Linked DNA regions of Hordeum vulgare: region 2 is linked to region 1. Evidence: chromatin contacts called from public HiChIP or PLAC-seq data. All regions are on one chromosome and are shown on one strand. The core of a region is the stretch at or near the end of the contact, and the rest is flanking DNA. Distances in the headings are between cores, read along the strand shown.

Region 1 (5,026 bases), core at 2,295-4,794:
ACCCGTGTCGCCTCCATCCGCTACCAACAAATATGCCTAGCCTCTGCCGCCAACTTTGAGCGGAAGCAGTTCAGGATGTCCTGCTGCTCCGCCCACACATCCACATCCTCCTCCATCGCCTGCACCTCCTCCTCCACATCTAGCACCGATGCCTCCTCCGTCGGCTCCTGCTCCTCCTCCCGCACATCCAACATTGATGCCTCCTCCACCGGCTCTTGATCCTCCTATTCTTGCTCCTCCACCTTATCATCCTCTTTCTCGTCCTCAAAATCCTCCATCGGATACAGAGGTAGCCCCACGACCCTCCGAAGTCGGACCTGCTCAAGGAGCCAGAGCTGGTGCTGGATCGTATAGTGGCGGCGACGTGGGGGTATGGCTAACGTTTGCGACAGACGTGAGGAGGAAAATGTGAAGGGTAGGCTTTAGGTGCCGCCGGTCGGCTTAAATAACCGGGCTAGGATTACGCGGCCCATCGGTGCGGGGCCACGCAACGTTCACACTTCAGCGACGGAAGAGGCGTCCGTTGGACCGCCAGGTTTCCGGGCGATTCTGCGTGGGTCCATGCCATTAGGCTGACGTGGCGGGCGTGTCCGGGCGCTCCCGGGCCTCCCGTATCCGCCCCATATTTGGACTAGATATGAGGGGTGCCGGTCAGTCCGGGCATTTGAGGCCAGTTTGAGAGGCCCGATTGAGTCGAAATTTCGTGAACGGTCAGTGACCGAGCGGCTTGCCTGGGCGTTTGAGGGGGTATGAGGGGTCCGGTTGTAGATGCTCTATTTTTGTAACTACCTGCTTTGTGAGCGGAAATTGCTTTTAGAGGTCGAGCTCCATGGAGGCCTCCAAATGCAAAATTCAAATTTCATGGAAATTCATATTTTTACATTTCATTCTCTTAAAAAAATACATATATAGATGAAGGTATAATGCATAAGTATGGAAATTTTCAGAACTAAATACGTGGAAATGGGTTGTGCAAAAATACACATTTGAGTCTTTTTAACACATGATACTATTCATCCTTTGGGACCATGAATTTGACTTTTTTGTGCATGTGCTTTTCAAAGGGAAAAACTTACCTTATGGCGGTCGATCTCCCGACAACGTCCGCTCGCTCCGTGTATGTCAGATCGTCTTTTGATCCAACGACCAATAGCACCCACACCCACGCGCACGGGTCAGCAACTCAGCTGTTGTTTCAAAAATGCTTTCTGCAATAGAGCGCTTGTTGCGGGGCTTTGTGGTGGTTAGATCTAGAAGCAGGGAGGCGGAGCACCGTGTGGCCGTGACAGAGGCGACGACGGCTAGTCAACCACGGCAAACCAGCCGCGCTGGCGACAACAACGCAATCTGAGGTCGCTCACAGCTACAGAAGCAGCAAATATGCATCCTTTCCGGCTAGGAGGGAGATGTTGGCGAGGTGCCTCACCAGATCCGACGAGGTTGACAGCGAGCTTTGCACTTCTGGTTCATTGTTGGCGGCAACGTGAAGGCACTCTGGTGGGCTCCTCGTGGAGGGGATCAGTCGATACATGTTGAGGGATGGACGACCCTACTATTCCCTCACTGAGAGTGTTTTTTTTTTCTTGCAATTTCTTGCAACATCCTCCCTGTTGCAAGATCGATTCTACAACATCACTGATGTTGCAAAATTTTCATCCGTCGATACCTTTGTTTAAAAAAAATTCTATAACAATACCTTTGTTGTAAAAAACAATTCGCAACATAACTTGTGTTGCAAAAATTTTTTTGTAACACAACGTGTGTTAGATTTTTTTGCAATACAATCTCTGTTATAAATGTTTCCGCAACAAAGCCGTTGTTGCAGGAATTAATAAATGGAGGAGGGGACAAGCGGGGCATGGTAGGAGACTGATCGGACGGGCGCGCGTAGATTCAACGACCATCGAGTTAGCGGATGTATTGCACGGGTCCACCGATGGACGCGTAGCAGTCCACTTTTCAAACTATTTCAACCTAAAATTTTACACACATACGACTCACATCCTTATCTAGCTGTATAAACTTTTCACATTCTTCTAAAACAATTTTTTTAAATTTTGCATTTTTAAAAATTCGGTCTTCATGAAAGCCAAGAGCCAAAACGTCATTCTCCTTTGTGAGCCTTTGACTATTATATTCAGGTGGGAGAAGTGAAGCAAATGGCCAGACTGAGCCCCAGCATCCACCGTTCATCCTCATCCAACGACAGAACGAGCCAATCAACCCCAAATAACCAGCTCCTTCGGTCCTTCCTCACATGCGAGCGCTCGCTGCTGCTCTCGTCGCTGAGCTGCAGGAAAACGAGAGGAGCTGCTCCGGCTGCTCCTCCAGGGTGAACTCCAGCGGCGTCCACATGAGGAAACAATGGTGCCGTCCGCCTCCCATCCGCCCACCTCCGGCTGCTCCGTCCGTCTCCCATCCCAGTGCTGCCTTCGCTTGCAGGATATAAAATTCAGTTAAGTAGAGACAGCTGCAGGATACAAAATTCAGTTAACTGTAAACAAACCTCTGCTCTTTGGTTTTTGGATGCAGCAACTTTAGTTGGATTGCGTCTCCTTTTGAATAACTTATCAAGCAAAGTTTTCCTTTTTCTCAATTTTGGACAGCGCGTTAACTATAGTATTTTGGACTTGGGGTTAACTATAGTCTTTTGTGGAGTGTACATGTAAAAGGGTCAATTCTGTGTACTTGAATGATTATATAAGAACAAATTTTTTTATTAAATGCTTCGAAAATTAGTTTATTCACGCCTAGAAAACACTCCGTTCAACTTTCTGTTATTGTTGTTTTCTTGAACCCTTTAACCGAATGTCCTGAATGTTAGGTTTTCCCTCTTGCTTGTTGTATGCTAAATTGAGTGAAACTGTTGTTCTTTGCCAAATGTAACTGCATTGTTGTACTGTCCTTGTAATACTGCAGATATACTTATATTGAACTAATGTTCTGCTCACAATTTGGACTCTGAATCATTGCTGGGTTTGTGGGATTGATTTGGTTGTGAGCTGCTGTAGCCATGGAACCATTGACCGGCTGTGACCGCTGCTAGCTATGGGATTAATTTGGACGCTGGATGCGGTGGCGCAAGGCACGCCGTTACCCGGCTCTGTCAAGGCATGGGATCTCAGTCCCAAATGACCATTATGTGTCTGTACGTAGTTCCGACATCCTTCTACGGCCCACAGTCGCTGCAAGCTGGTGATACGGCACGTGGCGGAGATAGACCAGGAGAGCACACCTCGGCTCGTAGGGCAGCGAACGTACGGGCGCGCGAGCTCGGCGTCCAGGCCGAGCAAAACTTCCGGGTGGGAGGAGAGAGAGAAACTTTGAAAAGATCCGCGATTGCAGGGGGTAGGGGGCTCCTCTGGATGGGGGCACCACGTGCGGCATTGTGGAGGAGGAGGCGGAGGGGACTCGGCGGAGGCGACGGTGCCAGGTCGGCGGCGGGAGACGGGGAGGAAGAGGACGAGGAGGCGCGCCACGACGGTGAGGGTGGAGGACGCCGGCGAGGGCAGGGGCCTGCCGCCGCCGTCGCCGGCGACGGGGCCGCACGCCGGCGGCAGGTCGCGCGCGGCGCGGCGGCAGGGCGAGACCATCGCCAAGGGCCACAAAAACTATGAGCTTATGCTCAACCTCCAGCTCGGCATCAGGTACCCCTACCTGCCCTCGTACATTGAATCTTCATGGTTCTTGATACAAAGAAAACTGCACTTGTCCAAGAATCAAATGTTTATGAAAGTCTTCTTTTTCGAGAACAATCACGGCTATCTGAAAGATGAATGACAAATAGATTGATTTCTCCCTCCTTCTGCCGTGAACAATCAATTTTCAAAAATTGATTGCATACGCAGAAAGCACTTTCCAAATATTGCTTGCATATGTAGAAAGCACCTTCTGCCGTGAACAATCAATTTCCAAAATTGCTTGCATATGTAGGAAGCATGAGATTTCAGACAATCCTCCAACAAATGTATATTCGTGTCTCTTTTCTTTCAAAACTAAACAGGCGTTTGGCCCGTTTATTAAGAATGAAAAGACAATAACACAGCTCCACACCTAGAGCACCCACCAGCACGAAAGTGCGGCCAATGCTTATCCTTGTATTGCGTCAAACATGAATTAATGGCGGCTAATTGCAATTTGATGGCTTAGAAAGAAGATTCGTAATGATCTACTGTTCCATTCAAATGCCACGAGTTGTTGCACCATGTAGCCAACTAGCATCCGACCGGAAACAAAGCTGGGAAAATTTATTGAGATTTTAATCGCCTCGTAGCCTCTTGCTTTACTTGATCACGGCCTGGATAGCCCATGCATGGAAAATTATGTTATACTCCCTCTGTAAACTAATATAAGAGTGTTTAGATCACTACTTTAGTGATCTAAACGCTCTTACATTAGTTTACGGAGGGAGTACAACATTTCATTTTTGACTAAGGATAGTGGGTCACAACGAGGCACAACCCTTTGTGGATTTTCATTAACGATATAGCAGAATGACATGTCTTTCTAACATATATATTTTTTCATGTGCTTCTTATCTTGTCCATGGAATAGACACGCAGTAGGAAAGCAAGGACCTATTACGCTTGATCTGAAGTCATCAGCTTTTGACCCAAAGGAGAAAGTATGGACCAGGTTCCCTCCAGAAGGCTCAAAATACACCCCTCCACACAGTTCTTGCGATTTTAGATGGAAAGATTACTGCCCGCAAGTATTCCGGTTGGTCGTCACTCCAGTTTCTAATTAACGTTTACCTATGCTCAGTTACAATTCACATGTAATTTTTCATGAAATGAATTGCAGGACATTGCGCAAGTTGTTCAAGGTTGATGCAGCAGACTATATGTTATCCCTTTGTGGCGACCAGGCTCTCCGGGAGCTCTCATCCCCTGGTAAGAGTGGAAGCTTCTTTTATCTCACGAGCAATGACCAGTACATGATAAAGACGATGAAGAAAGCTGAAGTAAAGGTTTGTGCTTGGTTGTTGTCTCTGTCTAAATGTTTTCTGAACTTCATAGACAATCAA
Region 2 (4,617 bases), core at 31-2,530, 330 kb before region 1:
GTTGAGTTATATGTGTTGGTGACCGAAGTTTTGTTCGGAGTCCCGGATAAGATCCCGGACATCACGAGGAGTTCTGAAATGGTCCGAAAACGAAGATTGATATATAGGAAGTTGGTGTTTGGATTCCGGAAGATTTTCGGACATTGCCGAGAGTGTACTGGGAGTGACGAATGGGTTCCGGGGGCCCACTGGGTGGGTCCACCACGCCCCAAGGGGTCCGCATGGGTTTATTGGATGCGCAATAAGGTATAATGGGTTGATAAAGTCATCCAAGGAAAGCCCATGAGGAAAAAGTGGAAAATCAAAAAGAGATGAGAAAATAAGGAAGGAGTCCTAATCCAAGTGGGATTGAAGGAGGACTCCTCCCTTCCGCACTTCGGCCGACCCAAGGAGGCCTTCCTTGGCGCGCCAAGGCTGCCCCTCCCCTCCTCCTATATATACTAGAGATTTAGGGCTTTTGAGACACAACTTTGCCACATGCTGCCCTCTCCTCTAGATCATAGTTCTTCCTCTAGATCGGTTTTCTGCGGAGCTCGGGCGGGGCCCTGCAGGAATAGATCATCACCATCACCGACGCGCCGTCACGCTGCCCGAGAACTCATCTACTTCCCCGCCCTTCTTGTTGGATCAAGAAGGTGGAGATCGTCATCGAGCTGTACGTGCGTGGAACGCGGAGGTGCCGTCCGTTCGGCACTTGATCGGGACAGATCGTGGGACGGATCGTGGGACGGTTCGTGTGACGGATAGTGGGACGGATCGTGAAGACGTACCACTACATCAACCGCGTTTATTAACGCTTCCGCTTAGCGATCTAAAAGGGTATGTGGATCCGATTTCCCTCTCGTAGATGATCATCACCATGATAGGTCTTCGTGTGCGTAGGAATTTTTTTGTATTCCATGCAACGTTGCCCAACAATACATTCATATCTAGCCAAATTTAAAACAAGAATTTTGGAACGGAGGAAGTATTTATCAGCAATTTGGCCTTATACAACCCGATTTATCAGCATTTGGCCCCTTATACATATTTTTTTGGCTTCATCAGTTAGGAGAAGACTCTAGAAATCAAAAGAGAAATCGCCTTTGCCTATACCGGGGATCAACCATGAACGAAACAAAAAGAAGCAAAGAAGGGTAAAGGAAAACCAAGCAAAACAAACAAAAAAGCCAAAAGACTGTCCATGTTTTATACTCCTCTACTATAAATCCTCTCTCCTTTCCCTTCATGAAAGTCCCTTCTTTATCACCCTCACATGGATCACAGGTACAGGCCAGGCCCAGTGCAGGGGGTGCGGGTGTGTGTGGGAACTGGGAAGGCAGCCATCAGCATCAGATTCGGAGGGGGTCAAACACCTCAGTCCACCTCCAGCCTCGCTCGCCCCCGCCCCCGCCCCCCATCCTCACCTCCCTCACTCGCGGCGCCCACTTTACTTCACTCGGCCCATGCGCTGCCGCCGCCGCCGGTGACCGACCCCCATGGGCTGCGTCCACGGCCGCCCCTCCGCCGTTCCTACTCCGGACCGCCCGCCTCCCGAGCCGAAGCCCGAGCAGGCGCCGCCTCAAGAGGGCGACAAGGGTGACCAGCCTGCCCCAGCCCCGTCCGAGAAGCACGCCAGGAAGGAGAGGCGGTTCCGGTCGTCGCGCTCGGTGGCCGAGGCCCGCCTCGGCGGCAGCTTTGCCAACAGGGCACGCGGGGAGCAGGTCGCCGCCGGCTGGCCCGCTTGGCTCTCCGCCGTCGCGGGCGAGGCCATCGACGGCTGGACCCCGCGTCGCGCCGACTCTTTCGAGAAGATCGACAAGGTACGCGCGCCCCTTCCCCAGGCCCGGTTCCTTTTGCATTTACCAGCCGCCATTGGGTCTGAAGAAAGTTTGCGCCTTTTGGGGGCAGATCGGGCAGGGCACGTACAGCAATGTGTACAAGGCGCGGGATACCGTGAGCGGCAAGATCGTGGCGCTCAAGAAGGTGCGCTTCGACAACCTCGAGCCAGAGAGCGTTCGCTTCATGGCCCGCGAGATCCTCATCCTCCGCCGCCTCGACCACCCCAGCGTCATCAAGATCGATGGCCTCGTCACCTCTCGCATGTCCTGCAGCCTCTACCTCGTCTTCGAGTACATGGAGCACGACCTCGCCGGGCTGGTCGCCAGCCCAGATATTAAGTTCACCGAGCCACAGGTCTCCAAGATCCCAATGCTGCTGCCTTTGGTGCCCCTATGACACCGTGCGATGAAATGAGAGCCTAATCGAGGTGTCTGGCTTTGCTCACCTGCAGGTTAAGTGCTATATGAACCAGCTGTTGTCGGGGCTGGAGCACTGCCATGACCGTGGGGTGCTGCACCGTGATATCAAGGGGTCGAATCTGCTTTTGGATAACAATGGCATGTTGAAGATTGCAGATTTCGGTCTGGCGTCATTCTTTGATCCGAGCCGTAAGCAACCGATGACAAGCAGGGTTGTGACACTATGGTACCGACCACCAGAGCTGCTTTTGGGCGCAACCGATTATGGGGTGGGCGTGGACCTATGGAGCGCGGGATGTATACTCGCCGAGTTGTTGGCTGGGAGGCCTATTATGCCAGGCCGAACCGAGGTTAGCAATAATATATCTAACTGTTTGGAATGCTTCTATATCTTCTTTGTGGCATAAAGTTCCTTTGTAACCAAGTCATGTCACTACATCAGCGTAAATGTTGGTGAAATCAGTGAACGCCTGATGTGGCCAGAGACACATTGACCTGCCTTGGGATCTTCTTTCTTGCTACATGTTTTGTGTGTTTATTCATGCGTCAGCTTAGTTTAGCATGACCTCACGCTATTTACGTTGGAAAAATTAGGCAAGATCATGATTAATTCCAGTAAACAATTCATGACTAGAACCAAAACTAGCATACAACAATCTAGTAAACTAGATGAACAGCAGAATATGCACATCACCATCTCACACAAAGTAGCAACTGCTGAGAGAGACTTAACAGATCACGAATAACGTATTGTTCGTTAGCTGCTGTAGGAGCGACAGTGTTGATGACGATGTTGGCACGATCTGTTGTTGACGGCGATGAGTAGCACCGCCCGACTTGTACGGTAGACGACCCGTGATGACGAATTTGAGCAGTCGCGCAGGGCGCTTCCCAAAAGCCTGATTTGTCCTCTCCCGGTGCAGGATCGCAAAGACGAACGGTTCTAGAGACCTGCTCTCCCGCACGCCGGTGCACGCTGGCGTTCGAGATGAGGTAGACTACGGTGGCGTCGCAAGTTGCGAGATGAGGCAAACCCCTAGGTTTTTGGGTCTATTTTTGGCTGAGGCCGGTAAGCAGTATATATAGGAGGACCAGAGGCGGTACCGTGTCGCGATCACGATCTCAAACCGAGTTGGTTTCTAAGTCGCATACTTACCGGACAAGAAATAATTAAGTTGTCTGCCAAGACATAAAAAATAAAACGGCAGAAGGAAGCCGTGCCCCCGCAAGGCAACAGGCTGGATTTCGGCGAACCATTCACGCGTATGTCACACGTACGCCCCGCCCTGCCCAGGCGAGGCAAGGCGAGCGAGCGCGAGTGTGGCCTTCCCCTTTCTCTTCTCAACACACACTTAAGAGTGGTGGGGAGAACTCACTATATAAAGAGGTCCAACTCTTCCTCAACTAGCGGTATAATACTAAACTTTAGCACCACCACACCACCACTTGCCATTTTATTCATGGTCTCTTTTGAGATTTCAGAATTTGTAAATGGGCCAAGCCCATTTATTCTAACAATTTATGCACTTGCGCTGTTCCGTCTTCAGGCCAACCAATCCAGTCAACAGGTACTGCTTTATCTTCCCATGTATCATTTTCTTGACCATGTCTGCTCCTTTCAGGTGGAACAGCTGCACAAAATTTTTAAGCTGTGTGGCTCCCCCACAGAAGAATATTGGAAAAAGTCGAAGTTGCCTCATGCAACGATATTTAAGCCTCAGCAGCCATACAAAAGACGAATAAAAGATACATTCAAAGATTTTCCACAATCAGCATTGCGGTTGATTGAAACACTACTTGCAATTGATCCAGCTGATCGTTTGACAGCGTCCTCCGCATTAAGAAGTGATGTAAGCTAGCTATGAACTCTTACTATTCTGTCCTAGGAACTTAAAATTCTGCATTTATTTTGAAGTCATTGCCTTCTTATAAACGCATTATTTATTGATTTAGGAAACTTGAATGCCGTACAGAACTATGTATGCACGTTAACAATAGCTAAATGTTCCTGTTGTAAACTAGGGTTCGGAAACATGATATTTCTGCCAGCGTATATTTTTTTGGTCGGTAGCTGGTGGCGTAGATTTAGGTTTGAGATGACAACCGAACAAGCATATGGCACTTGTAGTCCATGTTAACAATAGACATTCTATTCATACCGAAATAACCAGTTTATTCTGGAACCTGACAAGTATTGACATGGTTAGTAACATGATATTCTTATTTGGACCATGGGTCTTATCACAACCGAACACATTGACCCTTCGTTTCGTGTGTCCATACTGTCTAAAATCCCAGATTGCACTCTCAAAGCTTCACTGTTAGTGCCACATTGACGTGTGGCTGTAAATTAGCCAGCTTTTGAAAGAGCATTGAA

The links. HiChIP or PLAC-seq counts read pairs in DNA pulled down with a chosen protein or histone mark.
Region 2: a contact with region 1 is called in an H3K4me3 HiChIP or PLAC-seq map of embryo, with 5 times the contacts expected there. The contact joins the promoter of LOC123448665 here to the promoter of LOC123448661 in region 1. A contact is called at or near these places in 1 of 6 Hi-C or Micro-C datasets (seedling) and 1 of 1 datasets of contacts at active chromatin or transcription factors (embryo).

The regions. Positions count from the first base shown.
Region 1 is chr4H:377,370,921-377,375,946 of MorexV3_pseudomolecules_assembly, reverse strand. LOC123448661 (phosphatidylinositol 4-phosphate 5-kinase 4-like) reads left to right here and starts at 3,544. Exons shown (of 8, transcript XM_045125623.1): 1 at 3,544-3,647; 2 at 4,555-4,719; 3 at 4,804-4,969. The coding sequence starts at 3,622.
Region 2 is chr4H:377,703,134-377,707,750 of MorexV3_pseudomolecules_assembly, reverse strand. LOC123448665 (probable serine/threonine-protein kinase At1g54610) reads left to right here and starts at 1,280. Exons shown (of 7, transcript XM_045125628.1): 1 at 1,280-1,802; 2 at 1,891-2,175; 3 at 2,273-2,590; 4 at 3,863-4,090. The coding sequence starts at 1,479.